2 separate regions of the Nomascus leucogenys genome follow, and region 2 is linked to region 1. The links are chromatin contacts, called in public Hi-C maps. All regions are on one chromosome and are shown on one strand. The core of a region is the stretch at or near the end of the contact, and the rest is flanking DNA. Distances in the headings are between cores, read along the strand shown. Region 1 holds the start of PPA1 (inorganic pyrophosphatase). Region 2 holds the start of LRRC20 (leucine-rich repeat-containing protein 20).

The links. Hi-C and Micro-C count contacts between places; a contact is called where the count stands out from the background.
Region 2: a Hi-C map of a lymphoblastoid cell line shows a contact between it and region 1, with 4 times the contacts expected there. The contact joins the promoter of LRRC20 here to the promoter of PPA1 in region 1. A contact is called at or near these places in 2 of 4 Hi-C or Micro-C datasets (a lymphoblastoid cell line and an unstated tissue).

The regions. Positions count from the first base shown.
Region 1 is chr18:20,280,428-20,286,712 of Asia_NLE_v1, forward strand. PPA1 (inorganic pyrophosphatase) reads right to left here and starts at 3,357. Exons shown (of 11, transcript XM_003271198.4): 1 at 3,192-3,357; 2 at 270-328. The coding sequence starts at 3,255.
Region 2 is chr18:20,434,536-20,440,781 of Asia_NLE_v1, forward strand. LRRC20 (leucine-rich repeat-containing protein 20) reads right to left here and starts at 2,098. Exons shown (of 5, transcript XM_030798517.1): 1 at 1,997-2,098.

The sequences.
Region 1 (6,285 bases), core at 2,107-4,606:
TAATTTTTGTATTTTTTGTAGAGACAGGGTTTCATCATGTTGCCCAGGCTGTTCTTGAACTTCTGGCCTCAAGCCCTCCACCCGCCTCAGCCTCCCAAAGTGCTGGGATTACAGGCGTGAGCCACCACGCCCAGCCTAATCAACGGACCTTTAACTCACAGCACAACGAGGCATTTTAAGCACTTATTGAGAGACATATAAGAAAATTCATATGTAGAACTAGCTGATCTGAGTAAAGAGACTGTGTCCAAAAGACAAGGATGCCTTACCTTATCTGCATAAATTGGAATATCATGAAATGGAGATATATATTGTCCTTTCTCATTTTCTGCAAAATAAATTAGAAAAAGTTATTACTGTAATTAATTGTATTGCTAAATGCACACAGTACACATTTTTTTTTTCTGAGATGGGGTCTCTTACTCTGTCACCCAGGATGGTGTGCAATGGTGTGATCTTGGCTCACTGCCACCTCTGTTTCCCTCTTGAAGGCTCAAGTGATCCTCCAGCCTCAGCCTCCTGAGTAGCCGGAACTACAGGCATGAGCCACTACGCCTGGCTAATTTTTGTATCTTTTGTAGGGATGTAGTGTTGCCATGTTCCCCAGGCTGGTCTCCAACTCCTGAGCTCAAAGCAGTCTGACCACCTTGGCCTCCCAAAGGGCTGGAATTACAGGGGTGAGCCACCGTACCCCGCACCAGACCAGTATACATTTTTAAACCAAGATATTATTCTTACACTAGAAAAACTGGCTGTATACTTTTCTCCTGACTGTACTCCCAGGCTAGGCTGAGTTTACATCCTATGCACTCTGTAGGCATCTAATAAGTACTAATTTCTATACTGAGAGCAGAGACTACTGAGGACACAAAAGGCGATTAAATTGTTTTGGATGATTAAATCGTTTTGGACTGATCTTACATCAGTTAAGTTTACAGAACCATTATGAAGTATTTGGGAGGAAGGGAGGGGACCACTTTACTCAATTATAAACAATGTTGCTAAAAGTCGTGTTCCGGGAAGACAGCCAGCCATCTTAGATTATGACTTTCTTTAAGGATAATCAAGTTGCAACAAACATCTTCACAAATAATTTCTATTATATTCTAGATATATATTACTAATATATTCTAGAGACCTAACTATAGCCAAAAAGTAATTTTAAAACTTCTTCAGTATTCTTTAGGAAACCTAAGGACTGTCCACATCGCATCCCTTCAAGTTTAAAAATCAAAGTGGAGGCCGGGCACGGTGGCTCACGCCTGTAATCCCAGCACTTTGGAAGACCAAAGCAGGTGGATCACTGGAGGTAAGGAATTCAAGACCAGGCTGGTCAACATGGTGAAACCCCGTCTCTACTAAAAATACAAAAATTACTCATGCATGGTGGCAAGTGCCTGTAATCCCAGCTACTCGGGAGGGTGAGGCAGGAGAATCACTTGAACCTGGGAGGCTGAAGTTGCAGTGAGCCGAGATCATGCCACTGCACTCCAGCCTGGGCAACAGAGTGAGACTCTGTTTCAAAAAACAAACAATAAAACATAAAACTCCCTTTAGGGCCAATTGTGACTTTGCAGTCTGTCCAGCTCTTTATCAGTTTTAAAGAAATTGACAAATGTAATATTATAAAGCTTAAAAAAGTTTATTTCTATTAAGGAAGGATAAAGCACTTAAAATTTAATAGCTATATAGTGGGTTCTAATTATTAGTATTTCTTAAGTTCCAGAGAGTTCCACTTGATAAAAACAGTTACTTCAGCTAGTGCCAAATTCTAGGAGTAGCTTTGGTCTCCCATAACGGCCACCAAATATTAATTGCAAATAAATAACCTAAGTAAAAGCAGTGTGTTTGTTCTGCATATATAGCTTGAAGATCCACTCCTCACCTACAAACCAGACAGTCACCTCTGTAAGCCTTTCCTACAGAGAAATTCTGGAGCCAACACTATTTCCAGAAAAACAGTCCCATGAATTATTAGTCAAAAGTTACTGCACCGCCCTTGCTGCTTAATTGCAAAATTAAATAAAATGGGGAGTAGGGGGTAGTTCTCACCCTCACCTGATAGTTAACCTTCGGCTAGATGTGTAAGCTTTACAGTTCACTTTCCTTTTCCTCCTGCACCAGGCTACTTTTTGTTCCTTCAATGCCTATTCCCATTCGTCCCCTCTACTCCCCGCTTCTCCGTCCTTCATACACCAACTCAGAGTTCGAGGTACCTGCTCATTTCCTTCCAAATAAAACTGTAAAGAGGTTAAAATAGAAGCGCCTGTGGTGACACATTTACGAACGCCTCCGTTATCGCCCATAATCTACTCCTAGTAGCTGGGGGTGGGGGGAGTAAGAGGATAAAGAAAAACCCCAAGTAGCTTTCCTCCACCTACAAGGCCAAAAAAAGGTGGTGCCCTAAGTAAGGAGCGTGGAGGGCGCCAGCATGCAGCCTCCCGGTTTCCCCGTGCAGCCCTAGGTGCAGGACCCGGGGTAGGTACCCCCTAGACGCCGAATCCTGCAAAGGTAAAAACTTGGCACTTTCTCAGTCATGTTTCCAGATTGACGTCATCTGTCTGATTTGAGGGAAACAGCTTTCTGTTTCATAAGGTTTCCCAGCATCGGCGCTGAGGGGAAACAGGCGGCGGAGAGGCAGGATCGCTACCGGGACCCCGGAGGACCGGTCCAGCGCCTTCACAGACGGCTCCCGATCCGGGCAAAACGAGGGGGTGGACTTGGCTCTGCTCAGCGCGGATAATCTGAGCTACGGCGGCGGAATTAAGGTCTTTAGGAAGTCACTGCCCCCCTCGGAGTCGCCGTTTCTCCAAACTCAGGAATCCTCTTACGGGGATTATGTTACTTCCAAGCACCTTTCTAGGGTGGGTCGGTGATTTCCTTTTCCCATCAGACCCTGTCAGAGCCAGACACCTGCGAAACTAGCTGGGCCCAGGTTCGGGTACCCCGGGGCGTGAGAAAGGGACCATCTCCGTTGGGCGGGGAGGGATGGCCGGAGGCGACCCCCGCCGCCCCGACCGGCGGCGGCAAGTATGCAATGTGAGGCCGGCCAGGCCCCACAACGCGCCCGAGGAGACGGGCCCGCGTCGGAGACTTGGGGCCGAGCGCGAGCCGCACCCTCCCGGGGAGGCAAGGCCCGGGAATGAATGGGCGGACGGGCGCTGAGAGGGCCGCGGGCCGCAGACACTCACTGAGGAAGACTCGGTACTCCAGGGAGAAGGGCGCGGCGCGCTCCTCGGTGCTGAAGCCGCTCATGGTGCCGGAGTCCTGCCGCCGCCGCTGCTACAGAGCCACCAGCCCGCACGCGGCGCCGACTGACAAGGACAGAGCCCCGCGCCTGCGCACTGCGAGCACTGGACCGGCGGGCGGGGCGGGGAGCGCCTTTAACGCGGCTCCGCTAGTGTTCCCACCCAAGCCGGGCCAACCCCGTGCGCCGGCGCACTCCGCCAGGCCCGGGCGTCCGCACTCCCCAGCCCCGCCCCTCGGGCCCAGCCTCCGCGACTGCAGCCGGGGCTCAGAGGCTGGGCCACGTGGCTGCCGCCGGCGCTGGCTCTGTTCCTTCGGCTTTGGGCTCTGACCCGGGAGGGCAAATGCGCAGGCTCAAAGCTTGGACTAGCTAGGAGTTGACCGCCGACCACGCACACAGGGAACTCACCTTCGATTCACACACACTCCTCCCCGCAGACCTATTCCTTATCTCAAAAGGCGTTGATAAGTCACCTGCTTCCCCAGACAGGCTCTGCTTGTGGTCTTAAAGGTGAGCATTTTTCTGATCCGTCGTAACAAAGTTGAGCCATATTACTGACACCCCTAGTGGCTACCAGTAAGGTACTCGCTCCTCCAAATTTCTATAATCTCTCTGACTCCGTTGCTTATCTGGGAAGTGAAGATAATAATATAACTATTTCATGAGTTACTGGGATGATTACCCGAGTTAATACACGTCAAATGCCTGAAGCAGAGCCTGTATCTTTGTAAACACTCTGGAAGTTGTTACTGTCACCCTCCCCAGTGGGGGAGGATTTACGCCCCGCGTCCCCCCCCCCCCCCCCGCCCCATCCAACCCCTGCCGCCCTACTTAACCCACCTGGGTCTCCAGGGGCTTCAGATGGAAGCACTGGGAAGGTCCAGGCGTGAGCTAGAGTCCCGTGAAGGAGTGTTCTCAGGGACAGGCTCCTCTGATCTTCCTGTTTATATTTTCCATCATATCAGGCCAGACCCCAAAAACTAAAGTCTGATTGAGGCAGTGGGCAAATATTCGCATCACTTACCTCCCCAGGAATACATGTAAAAGAAAAAAAGTATATCCAAAATCCTAAATATAAATTAGGAAATTATTATTCACATTTCAAAGAATGCCTGGTTGTATTTATTTTTTTAATTTCATGGCCAGGATTTCTTTAAATAACTGTTTTTCTAGAGCATTAAAGATAATGTGCCTTAATGACATTTTGAATTAAACTCTTTTTTTCAAAACAATGTCTATTGTAAAAAATGAATATTAAATGAAAACCTAGTAAGATCTCCAGTTAGTTATGGTGTCCCTCCCTTTGTCTCCATCCAACTCCCAAGCCCCACTGACACCCATTAATTTTCAGAAGGCTGTGATTCACTGATTTTTTTGAACATTTCACCACACTGTTTTACTGCTGTTAGAACAGAAGCGCAGGAAAAAAAATTAGCGAAGCAATAGTTTAGTCAATAATTAGGGTCAAGGCCAGGTGCGGTGACTTACGCCTTCAATCCCAGCACTTTGGGAGGCCAAGGTGGGTGGATGACCTGAGGTCAGGAGTTCGAAACCAGCCTGGCCAACACAGTGAAACCCTGTACCTAATAAAAAGACAAAAATTAGCTGGGCGTGGTGGCACTCGCCTGTAATCCCAACTACTTGGGAGACTGAGGCAGGAGAACACTTGATCCCAAGAGGCGGAGGTTGCAGTGAGCTGAGATCACGCCAGTGCATTCCAGCCTGGGTGACAGAGCGAGACTCTGTTTCAGAAAAAAAGTAGGATCAAGTTCAAAGAATATTTTAAGGGGATGCTCTTTTGATTGATCTGGTCTATCACTTTTCTGCCTTTGAGCAGATGGAACCAATTTTCTTGGAAAAACCCAGACTCTCATCTGTGACTGACTTAAGAAGACAGCCATGATGCAATAATAATGTTCTACATACACTTTCCCTTTGCCTCTTGCCAGCTCAGAGCAAGATAATAAAGTCTCACTGACCTCCAGGACTTGCACACTGGCTCTTGTTTCACTGAATGTATTCAGAGAGCCAGTCAGTACCAGCTCTGGTAAAACACCCAGCCCTGGTGCATTGTAACTTTCCTTTGCAGGCAAGTGTAGTGAGCCCATAGACCCAAAAGGACCTTGGTCTACCATGTCTCCCTAGGGCCTAGCACAGTACACAGCCTAGAGTAGATGTTTAGTGAATCTTTGCTGGATGGATGGGTAGAGGAATTAATGTAAAGGTGGAAAATACCTCCTTAAGTACATTAGTTTTACAAAGAAGGAGTCCATCTCTTCTGAAATATTATCTTTCTCACTCAGTGACCAAATCTAGTGGCACTTTTCAGTCCATATCCTGTCCCCTTTGCTGTGGGTGACCCTGTTGGGTGTCTCTAATTTCTTTCCTTGGCTTGCAACTACATTCTCTTCTTTTTTTTTTTTCTTTTTTGAAACAGAGTCTCACTGTCACCCAGGCTGGAGTACAGTGGTGTGATTTCGGCTCACTGAAACCTCCACCTCCCAGGTTCAAGTGATTCTTGTACCTCAGCCTCCTGAGTAGCTGGGATCACAGGCATGCACCACCATGCCTGGCTAATTTTAATATTTTTAGTAGAGATGGGTTTTCGTCATGTTGACCAGGCTAGCCTCGAACTCCTGGCCTCAAATGATCCGCCCACCTCAGCCTACCAGTGTGTTGGGATTACAGGCATGAGACACGGCGCCAGGCCATGACTACATTCTCTTCTCATGTTCTTCCTACTTCTTTTTTTCTTTTTGAGATGGGGTCTCACCCTGTCACCCAGGCTGGAGTGCAGTGGTGCGATCTCAGCTCACTGCAACCTCCGCCTCCCGGGTTCAAGCAGAGTAGCTGGGATTACAGGCGCACGCCACCACGCCCGGCTAATTTTTTGTGCCTTTAGTAGAGACTGGATTTCACCATGTTGGCCAGACTGGTCTCGAAGTCCTGACCTCGTGATCCGCCTGCCTCGTCCTCCCAAAGTGCTGGGATTACAGGCGTGAGCCACCATGCCCGGCCCGTTCCTACTTCTTTGCTAC
Region 2 (6,246 bases), core at 848-3,347, 150 kb after region 1:
GCTTGGGGCACCCCAGCCAGCTGGCACTACTGGTCCCAGCCAGTCCCAGGCAATAGAGGGTAGGCCTTTGAAATTGTCAAGGAAAGCACTCCAAATCCCAGAGACACGTCAACACAGGGTGGAAGCTCATACTCACACTGCCTACATCCTCAAAGCATGGCCCTGTCCACACACCCCCCAACCCCGTTCCTCAGAGTGAGCATCCTGGTCCGGTGAAATGTTTAAATCCAGCAAACGTCTCCTGGGCACCTTCCATAAGGCCCCCACTGTGGGATTAAAGGGGCAAAGACCGGGTATGGGCTAGAACAAGCTTCCCACTGGGAGGCAGGATGAGCCTGATACTAGTAAGGCTACAGGGCCAGGCCTAGGGGGGTGTGAAGGCACATGGCATGGTCAGGGGAAAGGGACAGGGGCTGAGCAGCAGGTGCGCAGAGAGATTCAGGAGAGAGAGAGAGACAGGGAGACAATGGGCTCCCAGATTACTGAGGAAGGGAACTGCAGCCCTCTTACAAGGCTGTCCTCTGCTTCTGTGTAGCGAACTAAGAGAAGTTTTTTGAGGAAGGCAGCCAAATCCATAGTTTAGCAAAGTTAACAGTGTTGAGAGCAGTCCCATTTGTAAAATGGAAATACCACCTTCCTCACTGGATTATTGTGGGAAGTAACTGATATGTAACTTTTGGGAAAGGACTTTGCAAACCATTACATGTTTCCCACACCAAGGCATTACCAGTAGGTAATTAAACAGGTGTAGAGAGGAAGTTTGGATGTAATAAATTCAATGCCAGACAAAAACGTTGTCCTGCTTTGGGGGAGCTGGCAATACAGCCCTCCTGTCCCTATAACCTGGTTTCACCTGGACTCAGGCTGGCTGGGGGAGGAGTGATTTTTGCTTAAACCCTGACGTGGCCTCCTGACTCCAGCCCTTACCATCAATAACTCTACCTTATCTGCAGTCCGGAGACCTCTGCAAAGGAGCCGCTGCGACAGCCCGTCCCCACCATCTGCTCCTATATTTAGTTACTGGTGTTGTCAGTTGGGAACGTTAGAGCCTGGCAGCAGCTCGGATGGGCAACCGGAGCCTCCGGAGCCATGTGTGCGAGCTGGCCCTTCCGCTGGCTCCAGCCCGGGCTCTGGACCATGCCAAGCCGGGGAGCGGGTGGGGAGGTGAGGAGCGACCGAAACAGTCCCAAACCCCCCTTCAGATCAGAACGAAGTTGACCCACTTTCCCACCCCAGGGAAAGAAGCCCGCTGGGACGAGAGCAGGACCTGCTGGCGCCTTGTTTTTGTGGCATGGGGTTCGGGAAGCTCAGCGCGTGCTCCCTCGCTAACATCTAGGCATCCTCGGACTGAGCCTCCAGCACTACGCGCGGTAGCCAGGCAAGGGTCCCCCCGCCCCGCGTGCCAGGACCCGCCTCACCCCCGGTGCCTGCAGCCAATGGCACCTCGTCCGCTGGCCCGGCAGGCGGGGACTGGGAGAATAAAGCTGGCAGAGGGAAGAATGGTAGTGATCGCAGAGGGCCCGGGGCTCCCACGCTGCCCGGAGGCCGAGAGGCACGCTCTAGAGCAGGCGTCTGCAGCTCCCCAGAGCGGAAGCAAACCCCGAAAGTGTCGCTTCGGGGACGAAATACACAGCAGCCTCTCCAAGCAAGGGCGCCTCCCGCGAGGAATGGAGGCCCGCCCGGGAGCGCTTCTCCGAGCTCCCCATTCCCTGGCACCTCTGCACCCACTCCCCTGAACCATCGGGATCCAAGTGCAGTTAGCAAGCAAGAGCCCGCGCATGCCGGGCCCCTTGGCACCGCCAGAGCCGCCGCTGGTGCACCGCTGCTCTTTTCCACCGGGTGACCTGGGGGAGGGGAGGGGAGGGGACGCTGCAAAAATCGGGACACTTCTCGCCCTCTCTCCCCCAGCCCCTGCAACGCTTGACCTCGGACTACGTTTACTTTGCGGGGCAAGAAGCGTGTGGTCCCGCTCCGGGCCGCTTTTGGCTCCACTTACGGCGACAATGCCTCCTAGCGCCCTGCGCAGCGCAGTCACGCTCCCTCCGCCTCCGGCGGCGCCCCAGGCGAGTTCCGAGCTGGCGGGGCGGGGCGCGCGGGGCTGCGGGATCTGCGCGCGCGGCCACTCCGCCAATCCCCGCGCCAGGACCGGCGCCGCGGCGGGAGCAGGCTGGGCCTGGGCTGCGCGCAGCCAATCAGCGCGGGAGCGGCGCGCGCGGGGGTGGCGCGCGGAAGGGCAGCCCGCGCGCTCCCGCCCGCAGGGAGTAACCGCTTTGTGTGCTGCTTCTAGAGGGAGAACGCCTGAGAGGGCGGAGATACAGAGTGGTACGTGCAGTACATCCCAGGGTCTATAGGACCGGGGCTCCAGATTGGGTTTTCTCGAGGGAATGATGTTGAATTAGCCAGATCAGGGATACTTCGAAACACGTGAACATGGAGCATAGGGAACTTTTCCTATGATGACTTCGGGTGCCCATTGAGGTTTTTAGTATATGCAAGGCCCTGTGTCTCGGCTCTGCGTCTCCAATCCTAATGTTCTCATCTATAAAATATGACTTGAGGGCGGGGCGCGGTGGCTCACGCCTGTAATCCCAGCACTTTGGGAGGCTGAGGTAGACGGATCACCTGAGGTCGGGAGTTCGAGACCAGCCTGGCCCACATGGCAAAACCCCCGTCTCTACTAAAAATACAAAAATTAGCCGGGCGTGGTGGCGGGCGCCTGTAGCCGCAGCTACTCGGGATGCTGAGGCAGGAGAATCGCTTAAACCCGGGAGGCGGAGGTTGCAGTGAGCCGAGATCGGCACTCCAGCCTGAGTGGACAGAGTGAGACTCTGTTTCAAAGAAAAAAGAATATTTAATTCCGCCTCTAGGGGGTCTAGGCAGTCAAAGAATACACATTACCTTGGGCCTCGATGGATGTTAAAGGTTTACTTATGCCCTCTCCACCCCCAACAATATGTTAAAGTTCATCAGAATGTGATATTTGGAAGTAGGGCCATTGCAGATGTAATGAGTTAAGGTCATGCTGGAGTAGGGCGGGCCCCTAATTCACTGAGACTGGTGTCCTTGTAAGAGAAGAGACACAGAAGAGACGCACAGGGAGAACCACCGGTGGTGATGGCGGCAGGGATCAGCTGATGCATTTCCAAGGCCAGGAGTGCCAATCACTGCCAGCAGGGACCAGAAGCTAGGAACGGGCAGGGAATAATTCCTCCTTCAGAGCCTCCAAAAAGGAACTAACCCTCCAGACACCTTGATTTTGGACTTAATAGCTTCCAGAGCTGTAAGTGAATAAACTTCTGTTGCTTTACGCCACCCAGTTTATGTCCATTTGTTATAACAGCCCTAGGAAAAAACTACAATAGGTTAGTAGGAATAAAGAGTAGAGGATGATAAATATCTCCAAACTAAGTCTTTTGAAACTGAATGCTTAGTATATGTAAGGCCCTGTGTCTTGGGGTATACTGACATGAATCAGACACAGACTCTGCCCTCAAGGGGTTACCAGTCAAGTGGATACTTAAGCAGCCATGTTTTCTGACCCCTTGTGCCTTCCCAGGGAAAACTATGGAGACCTCTCTCAACCCATCAACACCACATCCCTGCCAGATATATACCAACTACCAGATATAAATAACTAATGGGTAGAGTCCCATTCTGCCCAAGCTGAGATGCTGCTTGCCACTGTGGACAAAGCAGACATAGCTACTTCTGTTTTCACTGAAAACCAGCATGACACTTCTACCCAACTTTTATACGTGGATGTCTTCTCTCCCCTGCTAGTCCATACGCAGACCTGAGACAGCCAGTACAGTGTTTCTGTACCCATGGCAAGGGCTCAGTATATACTGCTGGCTGATGGCCCCAGCCTGGGGTTTCCAACATTCATGCTTTCCCTCAGCCAGTCCCCTGTCCCAGGCAGATCATCCTGGACCCTCTAACCCCACAGAGACAAGATCCCTCCCTAGCTCAAATCCACCTCTTCTATTCCTACTGTTTTTGCTTCTCCAGAGCACTTAGTGCATTATACCCATTATTCTATCATCTCTGCACAAGTCTTTACTCCCGGGAGTCTGCCTGATTGCAAATACCAGAGTTTGACGCATGTTCAGTGCTTGTATTCATCAGTGTTTCCTGCATAATAAAACACCCCAAAACTTAGATGTGGCTTAAAACAATAACTACTTATTTAGTTCATGATTTTATGGGTCAGTATTTGAGGCTGGGCTTAGCTGGGCAGTTCTGATCTCAGCTGGACCCCCTCATGCATACGGGTTCATCGCCAGGCAGTCAGAAGGCTCTGCTTCTGAGAAGTGGCTAGCTGCCAACTGAGGCAAGTAGGTCGCATGTATCTCATCTACTAACAGGCTAGCCTAATTTGTTCACATGGAGCTGCAGGGCTTCAAGAGCAAGAGTGGAATGGTGCAAGGTCTCTCAAAGTCTAGGCTCAAAATCGGCACTAGTCCACTTCCACAGTTGTATCAACTAAACCAAATGGCAAGGCCAACCCAGGTTCAAGGGTGAAGAAATAGACTCCATCTCCTGATGGGAGGAGCAGCAAAGTCACATTGCAAAGAATATGAGTACAGGGATGAGCAGAGAGTTGGGGCTAATTTTGTAATCTGTCACAGGACTCCATAAGTATTCTTGGGTTGGGCTCCGTGGCTCACGCCTGTAATCCCAGCACTTTGGGACGCTGAGGTGGGAGGATCACTTGAGCTCACGAGTTTGAGAGCAGCCTGGCAACATGGTGAAACCCCATCTCTACAAAAAATACCAAAAGTAGCCAGGCGTGGTGGTGCGGGCCTGTAGTCCCAGCTACTCAGGAGGCTGAGGTGGGAGGATAGCTTGAGCCCTGGAGCCCAGGAGGAAGACCAGGTCTCAAAAAAAAAAAAAAAAAAGTATTCTCACAATACCTAGCAAGTATTGGGTACTCAGAAAATACTTATCAACAGTGGTAAGATTTTCAGTCACTATGTTTACTGACTCCATTCAATGCAGTCAATTGGCAAAATATTATCCCTCACTGTTAGTATCTACAAGCCTCAGGCCGTTCGTGGCCATTTTCAGTTTCAGAACAGCAAGTAAGGGAATTAGGGAGGTAGGGCTGTGCAAGGGAAGCCCCTGAGCCTCCTCAGTGAAGAAGCTCAACTGGCCCCAAACAAATAGTCTCCTCTGAAGAGATCCAGAGCATCTTTAGAGGCCTGGACCCCTTAGTGAGGTGGTCCAAGCCTGGCCACCTGAGTCAGAAGCTGCACACCCTGAACAGACTCGGATGTTTGCCAGGGCTTGGCCACAGCCTCTGGAGATGTTTGAAATCCGTGCAAATTACTTGCAGATAGGAAAACTCTTGTGCTAAGACAAAATTGTTCTGTAGTTATTCCCTGAAGGGTCTGCCCCTCACCAGGCAGGATAAATTCTCAGGGCACTTGTAAAAGGGACAGTATCCCATTGACAGAGTCAGCATCTCAACTCCTGTGACTGAAGACCCTGATAGAGTCTACTTCTCATCAAAGAACTTCTAGGCCTGCTAATTGGTTAATTTGTGCACCCGCCCCACATCCACCAGAAAAAAAAAAAAAGATATGTTGTAGTCCTAACCCCTAATACCTCAGAATGTGGCCTCATTTGGAGATAGGGTCTTTAGAGAAGGAATCAAGTTAAAATTGAGGTCATTAGGGTGGGTCCTAATCCAATATGATTGGTGTCCTTATAAGAAGTGGTTATTGGTATACAGGCAGACATGCATAGAGGGAAGATCATGTGAAGAGACACAGGGAGAGGATGGCCATCTACAAGCTAAAGAGAAAGGCTTGGAACAGATCCTTCCCTCACAGCTCTCAGAAGGACCCAACGAATACCTTGATTTCAGATTTCTAGACTCCAGAACTGTGAGACAATGAATTTCTGTTGGTAAGATACCTGGCCTGCAGCACTTTGTTGCAGTAGCTGTAATACAATATAAAGCCGTAAATCTCTCCTTTTCCATTCTATTTTCCTCATATTAGCCCTTATCTCACACTTCTTGAAAGAAAATCACCTTTGCCAGGCGCGGTAGCTCATGCCTGTAATCCCAGGACTTTGGGAGGCTGAGGCGGGTGGAACACCTGAGGTCAGGAGTTCAAGGCCAGCCTGGCCAACATAGTGAAACCCCGTCTCTACTAAAAATAGAAAAAATTAGCTGGGCGTGGTGGTGGGTGCCTGTAATCCCAGCTACTAGGGAGGCTGAGGCAAGAGAATCGCTTTAAC